Regions from separate parts of the Sus scrofa genome. Here region 1 is linked to region 2. The links are chromatin contacts, called in public HiChIP or PLAC-seq maps. All regions are on one chromosome and are shown on one strand. The core of a region is the stretch at or near the end of the contact, and the rest is flanking DNA. Distances in the headings are between cores, read along the strand shown. Region 1 overlaps LOC102161394 (a long non-coding RNA gene). Region 2 overlaps STX6 (syntaxin 6).

Evidence for each region. HiChIP or PLAC-seq counts read pairs in DNA pulled down with a chosen protein or histone mark.
Region 1: an H3K27ac HiChIP or PLAC-seq map of alveolar macrophages shows a contact between it and region 2. The contact joins two enhancer-like sites. A contact is called at or near these places in 2 of 2 datasets of contacts at active chromatin or transcription factors (alveolar macrophages and skeletal muscle).

Annotation. Positions count from the first base shown.
Region 1 is chr9:122,697,974-122,703,938 of Sscrofa11.1, forward strand. The region is part of intron 1 of LOC102161394 (a long non-coding RNA gene); the gene reads left to right. Among named protein-coding and RNA genes, the nearest start is that of IER5, 67 kb to the left of the region's middle. Within about 2 kb of position 4,173, at least 12 of the 83 cell types and tissues checked have an H3K27ac peak or open chromatin away from gene starts, as enhancers often do. A contact at or near this core is called in alveolar macrophages, where this site is marked.
Region 2 is chr9:122,567,067-122,572,862 of Sscrofa11.1, forward strand. The region is part of intron 1 of STX6 (syntaxin 6); the gene reads right to left. Among named protein-coding and RNA genes, the nearest start is that of STX6, 11 kb to the right of the region's middle. Within about 2 kb of position 4,170, at least 1 of the 83 cell types and tissues checked has an H3K27ac peak or open chromatin away from gene starts, as enhancers often do. A contact at or near this core is called in alveolar macrophages, where this site is marked.

The sequences.
Region 1 (5,965 bases), core at 2,923-5,422, 130 kb after region 2:
GGAGCCAGAATACCCGCAACAACCACAGACCCACAATGTCCATAAGTGCAGCAAGTGCAGCAACCTCACACCCATAACAACCACACAACCACAATGACCACAAACTCCAGGACCATTGCACATGCTGCAGCCACAGCCAGATGACCATATACCCATGCAACCACATAGCAGCAACAACCCCACACCCACAGTGACCTGCAGCAGCTACAGCATCAGCTGTCATTGATCAAATACGTGTTATGTTCTGACCCCCTGAAAAGGAGCTTTCCGAAGACTCCTGCCATGGATCAGTGGAGTAGCCTCTTCGGTCCTTGAGGTGGGAATTGTGGGCGGGCATTTGGATCAGGTGGGTGGGCTCAGAACATTGCTGCCTCCTCTGAGGGAAGCCTTCAGAATCAGCTGAAGGCTCAGCTGGGCTCTGAGCCCCAGGGTGGGGAGGGGGGCGTCTGTCTTGCTTCCCTTCTAGGGATGGCCCATGACGCTCAGTGTGGAGCTGTCATTCCAGGGGCACGTCCTGAAAAGGAGGCTCTTGCTGTCTGAAAACCACTTTCCTAGAGGGGGTGGGGGTAGCAGTTTGTTAAACAGAAAACCCGAAGCACTGCCAGCTCATTGCTGTAAAATAATAAGCCTTTGCTCTGTGCAGCCCAGCGCTGGTGCCCACAGCTCTGCCCAGCGGAAGGCCCGGTCCCAGCCTGTGAGGGGCTGACCATGTGCGAGGAGACACCTGTGCCCAGAGAGGTGGCTTAGACTCTCAATGCAGACGGTGCTCTGAGGGAAGGAGCGCCACCCATAGCCAGTGCCACAGGGGGTGTGGGGGTGGGATGGGCATGCTGATGCTTAGGGCTCTCAGGAAGGCTTCCTGGGGGAGGTGGGCTTGATCTAGCTATCCAAAGAAGGATCCCACTCCCCCAACAGAGGGAAAGAGGAGAAGGAAGGAGAAGAGTGTGAGCAAAAGCCCTGAGGCCAGCTGAGTCACTGGGTGGCGGGTATGTAGGGGTTGGGGTGTTGGGAGAGGTGGGGGCGGCTCCTGTGTGCACGAAGAAGGGTGTAGGATGGTTGGGGGCTCAGAGGCCAGAGAGGGAGCATCTGAAAGAACCCTGTGGGCAGTGGACGCTAGCGAGAGTTTTCTAGAGGGGTGGGCGGCGATGTTTGCAGCGCAGGGTCTCAGGATGATCTTCCTAGCAGCTCTACTTGGGGTTGAGTGATGGGACACTGAGGGTGTTGTGGGCTACACAGGTTAGGACAAGGGAGAGCCTGGGACTTAGGCTAAGTGTCCCCTGTGAGAGTGAGAAAGTTGGGAAGGACAGGGGAGCGGACAGGATCTGATGATGGCTTGGATTTGGGGAGGATGCGTCAGGAACGGCCGGTCTGAGCTGTGACGCAGGTTGCAGATGCGGCTTGGATCCCGTGTTGCTGAGGCTGTGGTGTAGGCCAGCAGCTGAAGCTCCAATTTGACCTCTAGTCTGGGAACTTCCATATGCTGTAGGTGTGGCCCTAAAAAGAAAAGAAGGAAAGAAAGAAAAAAAGAATGGTCCAAGGGGTGGCATTGGGCTTCTAGGTAGACACGTCTGGGGGGGGGTCCGTCCTTTATGGCGAGAGGAGGTGAGCTTGTGTAGCACGTGAGGTGGGGTTGTGACCATGGGGTGGGGAAGTCCAGAGGTTCTTAGCTAGAAGGCAAGAAGCCTTGGAGACTGACCGAGGTGGGGTGGCTGGGGTGGTGACAGCTGGAGGAGCAGAGGGGTCATGGCAAAAAAAAAAGTGCCTGAGAGAGAAAAGCAGAGGAGCTGTTAGAGGACCAGGACCCAGCTCTGGACCAGGAGGGAACGTGGGGGCGTGAGGTCAGGGAGAGGCGGGGGGCCTTGGGCAGGAGCCTCTGGCTGCAGAATGAGGACGTCTTCTGCCCCCAGAGGTCCCCTTTCTCTTCCTGACTTCAGGGCTTGCTGTGTGGTCATGTTGGTTACCTTTCCGTGCACCCCGCTTCCCTGTGAGCCCAAGAAGGCCTCCCCCCCACCCCGCTTTGTGCCTGTGCCCAATGCGGGGCCTGGCATTCAGCAGCTGCTACACAGTGAAGAAAGGAGCTTACCTGGCAGGTGAGCTGTGTGAAGTCCTAGTGGTGTTGGAGCAGCAGACTGTTGTCAGGAAGCTGGGCCCCTGGCCCACTAAGTGGGGAGGAGGTGGGTTTGGGTCAGAGTTTGTTGAAGATTGTGGTGCGAGGAGGGGAGGGCGAGCTTGAGTGGGGTGGGGAGTCCCAGGCCAGGAACCAGAGGTGATGGGGAGGGAAGGGGAGGGCAAAGCTGCAGGAGAGCTTGCAGTTCCCGAGGAGGAGGAGGAGGAAGCTTATGCAGTTGGCTCCCTGGAGTTGGAGCACAGGGAGATGCTCAGTCACTTTGTCCATGTGGCTTAGGCAGATGATTCCCCCTCCTGCGAGGAGGTCTGAGGTGGGGAGCCACCTGGGCAGGCGGTTCATGCAGAGCCTGCTGCAAACTCAGGCATTACTCATCCTGGGTAGTGGCCAAGGGGCGGAGTAACCAGGAGCCCGAGCTGGCAGGGGGCCACAGGGTGAGGCTGGTCAGAGGCCTGGGGTGCTGGGCTGGGGCTGTAGTGAAGAGGCAGGAGTTGGGAGGATGTGGGAGAGTGGAGCTGGATCAGGATGCAGAGATCATGGGGGGTGTGGTCTTGAGACAGAGAGGAGGGGGAGAAGTGCTGTCTAGATCCGAGGGGATAGGCTTTGTTTGGGTGTTGAAGTATAGTTGATTTACAGTGTTGTGTTAATTTCTATTATACAGCAAGGTGACTCAGTTACATACATACATATATATATATATATATATATATATATATATATATAATGTTCTTTTTCGTATTCTTTCCATTATGGTTTATCACAGGTAATAGAATATGGTTCCCTGTGCGGTAGAGTAGGACCTTGCTGTTTATCTGTCCTGAATGTAATAGTTTGCACCGGAGTTCCTGTTGTGGCTCAGTGGTTAATGAACCCAACTAGGATCCATGAGGATGAGGGTTCAATCTCTGGCCTTGCTCAGTGGGTTAAGGATCCAGCATTGCTGTGAGCTGTGGTGTAGGTCGCAGATGTGCCTCGGATCCCCCGTTGCTGTGGCTCTGGTGTAGGCCAGCGGCTACAGCTCCAATTAGACCCCTAGCCTGGGAACCTCCATATGCCGCAGGAGCGGCCCTAGAAAAGGCAAAGAAAAAAAAAATAGTTTGTACCTGCTAATCCTAAACTCCTAAGCCTTCCCTCTTCCACCCCCTTCTTCGGCAACCACAAGTCTGTTCTCTGTGAGTCTGTTTCTTTTTCGTATATAGGTTTATTTATGTCATATTTTAGATTCTCCATAGAAGTAATATGATATGATATTTGTCTTTCTCTTACTGACTTACTTTGTTTGATAATCTCTCAGTCCATCCATGTTGCTGCAAATAGCATTATTTCATTCTTTCTTACGGCTGGTAATAGTCCATTGAATATATGCACCACATCTTTTTCATCCATTCATCTGTTGATGGACCTTTAGGTTGTTTCCATGTCTTGGCTGTGGTAAGTAGTGCTGCTCTGAACACTGGGGTTTATGTATCTTTGTGACTTATAGTTTTGTCTGGGTATATGCCCAGAAATGGGATTGCTAGATCATATAGCAACTCTAGTTTTAGTTTTTTGTGTTTTTTTTTTTTTTTTTTGTCTTTTTACCTTTTCTAGGGCCGCTCCTGTGGCATATGGAGGTTCCCAGGCTAGGGGTCTAATTGGAGCTGTAGCTGCCAGCCTATTCCACAGCCACAGCAACTCGGGATCCGAGCTGTGTCTGCAACGCACACCACAGCTCACAGCAACACTGGATCCTTAACCCACTGAGCAAGGCCAGGGATCGAACCCACAACCTCATTGTTCCAAGTCGGATTTGTTAACCACCGAGCCATGATGGGAACTCCTAGTTTTAGTTTTTTGAGCAACCTCCACACTGTTTTCCCTGCTAGCCTCACCAGTTTACATTCCCACCGACAGTGTGGGAGGGTTCCCTTGTTTCCACACTCAAGGGGGTAGGTTTTAACAGAACTTATGTTGTCTGGGCCATTTCCATGTGAGGCTGTGCGTGTGAGGAACTGAACTGCCCCCTCACCCTGACCTTGATTCTAGGCTGCTGGCCTGTGATTTTGTCCACGTTAAGGGAAGAGAAATCTCCCCATCTCCCCTTGGGGAGAGTTGTTACTTTTGCTGACAAGCACACTATGCTTCCTCTTTTCTGATTTCAGAGAAGAGCTACACATTTCCTTCAGGGAAAGGGGAACCAGTTCCCAAAGCTGTCAAAACGGTGGCCTCTGAAAAAAAGAAACCAAAAAAACCCAAATCCAACCAAGAACCATGAGATTGTGGGTTCGATCCCTGGCCTTGCTCAGTGGGTTAAGGATCCAGCGTTTCCGTGAGCTGTGGTGTAGGTCACAGAGGCTTGGATCCGACGTTGCTGTGGCTCTGGCGTAGGCCGGCAGCTGTAGCTCTGATTAGCCTCCTTCCCTGGGAACCTCCATATACCACGGTGCGGCCCTAGAAAAGCAAAAACAAAACAAAACAAAAAAAGTGGCCTCTGAAATTTGGCCCCTGGGAGAAAAGTGGCCTCTGAAAAGTGGCCCCTGGGAGAGGGCCTCTCAGGCCCCTGTCCCCAGACTCAGCCCGTTGGGGCAGAAAGAGCGTTTTCCTTCATCTCAGGCCTGTTCTAGGCCAGTGATTCTCAGCTGTGATTGAACAACAGTATTTGCCCAGGAGCTTTAAAAAATCCTATTGCCTAGGTAGCTGTGGGATCAGCCAAATATGACTATGACTGGGAGTGGGCATTGTGTGCTGGAAAGCTCCCCCAGAGCTTCCTGGGTACAGCCAGGCTTGGGAACCTCAGACCACATGCTGTCCCGTAAATGCCTCTTTATTTACAGCTTGTAACCCGATCTGGCCAAGAGCTGGGCAGGTGTGCTGATAGTGTGGTGCTTCAAGGTTTAGGGGAAAGGTGAGTAGGGCAAAGGGTAACCACCAGCATGAAATGCTTCTGAGTTAGAGATTGTCATCTGTCTTCTCACTGTTGGACAGCTGCTTGTACCTGGCACAGGCCCCTGTCCTTGTTCTCAAGGGTTAGAAAACTCCACCTGCACCTCTCTCTTTGCTTCGCTGGCTCCCTGTCTATATGTAGATCAGACTATTATGCATGTGTCTTAGTTGGCTCGGGCTGCTAAGTCTGGGTGTATTAAACAACAAACTTCTCATGGGTCTGGAGGCTGGGAAGTCCTAGATTGGGGTGCCAGCACGGTGGGGTTCTGGTGAGAGCTTTGCAGATGCTCACCTTCTCCTGTATCCTCACGTGGCAGACAGAGGAAGCTCTGGCGTCTCTTTCTCTTCTTAGAAAGGCACTAACCCCATCATGGGGACCCCACCCTCATAACTTCATCAAAATCTAATTATCCCTTGAAGAGTCCATGTCTAATACCATCATATTGGGGATTAGCACTTTACCATGTGAACTGTGGGGGCACACAAGCCTTCAGTCCCTAGCAGCTTGATTATCTTATGCTACCAGAAAGTTTTCTCACCCTCACAGAGGAGTTAACAAGGTCTAGTTCATAACCTGACTTTGAGGGCCGGAAGAGGTACTACTTGGAAAATGCCTAACATAATTCCCAGCTCATTGCTGAAAACAACATATCAAAACCATTATTGACATTATTGTTCAGATATGTTGTGCTTTTGCTGTTTGGTTCTTAGGTTTTGTGATTTTCATTGTGATATCATTCTTTAGTAATTATTTTGCCTGGGCCCATGGGCTATAATTTCTTTGAAGCATTTGTGCTTGGAAATGTGTATCTATATCTATATCTGTCTTCTCTTGAATGAACAGTAGTTTAGCTGAGCAGAGTTCTGTGTTGATTAGTAATTTTCAGGACTTTGCCGGAAATTCTATCATGTCTTCTG
Region 2 (5,796 bases), core at 2,920-5,419:
CCACACCTGCCTGCCCAGCATCGTCTACTCCCAGGTTAGTGCTCACCACAGTCAGCCCATGGGAGCGTGCTGCACCCCAGGAGGAGTGCTGAAGCTGCCAACTCCTTAGGCCACAGTGATCCACTTTCCTCTGTGGTCTCCAGCAAGGTCAGAATCACAAGATATTGCCTCTTTATCCTGTGGAGTTTGGTCTGGCTATTTTCAGGCTTTTCTTCCAACTAACTAATGGGAATAATCTACCAGAGGCCAGGTATCACTTGAATTCTTGGAGCTCTTCAGCTTTGCAAACTTCTTGGTAAAAAATAATCTGCTCACAGACAGCTTTAGATATCACGTCTGACACCATTTCACCAAAAACTTGCTAAGTGCTTTCCTAGGAATTACAGGTTTTGCTCCTGACCCAGATCTTTAAGTTCCTTGAAGGAGAGAGATGGCTATCCCCCACAGAAAGCAGATGTTCTGCTCCCACATCTGTTGTGGATGCCAGTCATCTTACACATTTCAAGGGTAACAAGAGCCACAGTGTTGGAAATACTAGGGGTAAGGATTTTGCCCTTGCTGTCCACGAAGCAGTCAATCAAAATCATGGGACTCAGCCAAGGCAATCCTGAGAAAGAAAAATGGAGTTGGAAGAATCAGGAGCCCTGATTTCAGACTACCTACAAAGTTACAGTCAATCAAAACAGTAAGGTACTGGCACCAAAAAAAAAAAAAAAAAAAAAAAAAAAAAAAAAAAAAAAAAAACAACAACAACAACAAAAACCAGAAATATAAAATCAATGGAACAGGAAAGAAAGCCTAGAAATAAACCCACGCACCTATGGTCAACTAATCTATGACAAAGGAGGCAAGAATATGCAATGGAGTGGTGCTAGGAAAATGTGACAGCTACCTGTAAAAGAATGAATTTAGAACACTCTCTAACACCATACACAAACATAAATTTAAAATGGATTAAAGACCTAAATGTAAAACCAGATATTATAAAACTCTTCGAGGAAAACATAGGTCGAACACTCTCTGAAATAAACTACAGCAGTATCTTGTCAGATCCACCTCCTAAAGTAATGACAATAATAACAAAAATAAACAAATGGGACCTAATTAAACTTAAAGGTTTTTGCACAGCAAAGGAAACCCTAAACAAAATGAAAAGACAACCCATAGAATAGGAGAAAATACTTGCAAATGAAGCAACTGACAAGGGTTTAATTTCCAAAATATATAAACACCTCCTGCATCTCAATATCAAAAAAACAATCAACCCCATTAAAAAATGGGCAGATCTAAACAGACACTTCTCCAAAGAAGACATACAGATGGCCTGAACATACATGAAAAGATGTTCAACATCACCAATTATTAGAGAAATGCAAATCAAAACTACCATGAGGTATCACCTTACACTAGCCAGAATAGCCATGATGAAAAAGTCTACAAACGATAAAAGCTGGAGAGAAAAGGGAAGCTTTTAACACTATCAGTGGGAATATAAATTGGTGTAACCACTATGGAGGGTCCTCAAAAAACCAAAAATAGAATTACCAATATGATCCAGCAATCCCACTCCTGGGCATCTTTCCAGAGAAAGCCGTAACTCGAAAAGATAATGTGTACCCCAATGTTCGCTGCAATGCTATATACAAGAGCCAAGGCATGGAAGCAACCTAAATGTCCATCAACAGAGGAATGGATAAAGAAGATGTCGTATATATAGTCCGTGGAATATTACTCAGCCATAAAAAAGAATGAAATAATGCCATTTGCAGCAATATAGATGGACCTAAAAATTATCATGCTAAGTTGGACAATGAGACACAAACACCTTATGATATCACTTACATGCGGAATCTAAAAAAGGATACAAATGAATTTATTTGCAGAACAGAAACAGACTTTGAAAAACTTATGATTTTCATAGGGAACAGGAGGAAGGGATGGACTTGATGGTGGGGATGGAAATGTTCCAAAATTAGGTTGTAATGATGGTTGTACAACTATAAATATAATTAAAAATTTTTTTTAAATCCTGGGACTTATCATATCCTCATGGATATGAACTCCCTATGACACTGAAAGCCACACCAACTCCCCCTGGGACCACGTGCAATGCAGAGCTTCTTTCCCAGGAAACAAATGTCAAAAATGAAAACACAGTCCACATCTTCAAAGAATGTATCTTTCAGGCAAAAATAAAGTCATTCAAGCTTTCAAAACTGAATTCTTTCATTCTTTATAAAAAAAAGGGTTGACACTGGCAGGATTAACCAACTCATTTTGTTTTTGAAGTGAACCCAGTACTAAACCCCGGTCACTGCTAGTTGAGCCTTTCCCATTCAACGTTCCAGTCTATTCCACCACAGTGAAGGGCTCACCATACCTACCGACCCTTAGGCAATACATCAGATATCCAGAAAATCAAAATTTTCTTATCTGGATCTCACCATTTGTCAGAAAGATGGGAGGAAGAAGTATTTCAACCATTAGGGAGCTTATGTTCCCCAGAATCTGTCATTCAGTTGTGGCAACAAATTACAGGATAATCATAGCTGCAACCTTCATCAGCCTTTTGATTTCTCCATTCTTCTTTGACCATGCTGACAGGCTCTGAACTGGCATCCATTCCTGTTACTGTGCTTGTATAGCAATTACTCCAAAACTTAATGACACTAAACAACCATTTCTTATGCTCATGGATTCTGTGGGTCAAGAATTTGTGCTGAACACAGAAGGGATGGCTTAATCCTGCTCCATAACATCTGGGGCCTCAGCTGAAAGACTCAATAGGCTGGGGCTATAGGAGCAGGTGCTCTTCATAGCATCTCTGTGTTTGCATAGCCTCTCCACGTGAGCTCTCCAGCACAGTGGCGTCAGTAGAGCTGGACTTATGTCCCCAAGTCAGAAAGATGTAGGTTGATGCTGAATTGGTTGTCTTTTGTGACAAGTTTCAGGAATCAAGCAGTGTCGTTTCTGCCCCATTTTGTCAGTTGAAGTAGTTATGAAGGTCTGCCCAGGTTGAAGTGAAAGGAACGAGAATCTTAGTTTGATAGAAGAATGTCAGCCTCAAATTTGAGAAAAGCAAATGGGACAGGATATATATTGGGGCAGCCATCTTTGGAAAAACATAACATGCCACAACATTTATATTTGCGGCAGCACCTGTCCTGCATGTCTCTTTACAGAGAGGCCCCTATTTCATCAACACAGAGAGGCTAATGAAGGCAGATGGTTTCCATTCTACTAATGAAACCTGAAAAACCCAAGCTGTGCAAGCCTCTGCAACCCTATCACCTTCCCACCCCATAGCCCATCAACCAGTTTCACCACCAACCCCTGGGGCTAGGTGAGGAGGAGCTCTTTTTACCGTTTGACTTCCACATTCACACCGTTTGTATTTAAAGGTAAAAACACACACGCTCTGCACTTGACCTTACTGCCATTTTGTAATTCAATTTCACTGTGATATCTTTCTCAATAATTCTCATGGAGGGGAAGTCTTTTGTTACCTATAGTTATACACACTTTTAACCTCAATCTGCTGCCATTTCCACAACCCCCGTGGGATAGCATAATGCTGCCAATGCAGGTCAAAGTCACGGGTGACTTGAACTCATCCTCATTTTCAGTGTACTTGACACTACAGCCTTTCTATTTTCTTCAAACTCTCACTTTGTTGTTTTTGTGGCATTGTGCTCTTCTAGTTTCTACCAATTTTCGCTTTCCTATTCCTCTACCTGGTCCCAGCGTTTCTCAGCATTTAAAAAAAAAAAAAAAAAAAAAAAGACAAGCTGCTGCAGTGACAACACCAAATCCTTAACCCCCTGTGCCACAAGAGAACTCCCTCAGCACTCTTTTTACAGCTTCTAAGTGGCTTGTCAACACTAGCAGGTTCAAAAAAATCCCTTGAAGCTGGTACCTCCCCAAATCCATTTCCAACCCTAATAATTCGCCTGGGACTAATTCCTGTATTTTTAGCTGCCTATAGGATCATCCCATTTGCCTAAAACCAAACAGTTCATATCCTCCCTCTGAAAAAGCAAGTATTCAAACAACAAAATAAAACAGGGGAAAAAAAAAAAAAAAAACCCACCAAACTGCTTCCTTCTCTAACTTCTCCATTATAGTTAACAGTGACACTATTTTCCAAGATTTGAAACTTGTCTAGACAAGCATCACTTCTGACTCTTCCTCTGACTTCTCACCTTGCACAACCTCAGCTTAAGCTGCACCACTGGATTTTAGATCTGGAAGCAACTTTCAAGATTACTAGTCTGTACTTACTGACAAATAAAGAGAACTGGTGTTCAGACTTTTTAGCTGCTGGCCTCAGGTTCTTCAGAACCAGGGTATGAGGTGTCTTCCAGTACTAACAGCTACTTAATCCCACCTTTGCAAAGCCCCCAGACAAATCTATTTTCTTTAGGGAATTAGAAGACCTGGGGTCGAGCCCTTAGAAGTTGTTTGACTATAAGCAAGTGCATGGTAACCGCTACATTAAAACTGTCTCCTGATGAAGAATTTACATTAGGAAACAGATTACATTTAAAGTCCTCAACTGGGTATTCCACGCAGCCACCGCAGCCTCCTCCTCCTCCTCCTCCTCCAAAACTGGCTGACTTTAATTTCCAATCTGAAACAAAATCTGTTTCAGCTGGCAGGTCTCCCTACCCTCCCTTTCCTCACTCCAGGTCTAGGGCTCTAGACTTTCACTCACTGATTCCCCATCCCCAGGCGGAGGAGTCCTTATACCTCTGCAAATGAAAAGCAACATTTCCTCTAAGGCCCAGACTGAGGCCTTACCTGCTTCACTGAGGTGCCCCTGATCATCATTCCCACTGGGGTGGGGGTCTTTCTAAGTTTTTTCAAAATCTCCACAGCATCCCAGCTCTACTCCAAAATCGTACACATAATGCACACTTTCTCCCACATTCTTTCACAAAATCTGCACAGTATCCTCCAAGCTAGACTATAATTTCAGGAGCCAACCATAGTATCAATAAATCTTTAACAAATGTTTGCAAAGTGGTTTTACAATGAAACATCTGATTGATTTTTAAAAAGTAGAAAATGAGACCTGACTTATATTCAATTTTACTGATTAAAATTACTCTGCAAACAATAATTTTCATATTAACTATGGCAATAAACAGTTTTCTCAACACTGTGAATAAAATGCACAATGCCTGCCTCAAAGGACCTCATAACTAGTGTTAAAAAGGCTGTATACGCAAATACACAGAGAGAGAGAAAGAAATACTACTCACCCAGAAAAAAAGAATGAAATAATGCCATTTGCAGCAACATGGATGAACCTAGAGATTATCATACTAAGTGAAGTAAATCAGGGGAAGACAAACACCATATGATAACATCTATATGTGGAGTCTAAACTATGATACAAATGAACTTATTTCCAAAAAAGAAATAGACTCCAAACTTATGGTTACCAAAGGGGATAGGAAATAGGGGAGGGATAAATTAGGAGCCTGGAATTAGCAGATACACACTACTATATATAAAATAAACAACAAGGTCCCTCAGTATAACTAAGGAACTATATCCAATACCCTGTAATAAACCATAACAAAAAAGAATATATATGTTTATATATAGGACCGAATCACCTTCTATACACCAGAAACTAACACAACTACAAGGTAAATCAACTACAATGAAAAATACAGAAAAAAAAAAAAAAAAAAAGATTGTACCTATAGACAAGATGGTTAGAGAATAATGCAATGTAATATATACTGTCTTGCTTGCTTATGCCGTTATTTCAACAATGACCCACAG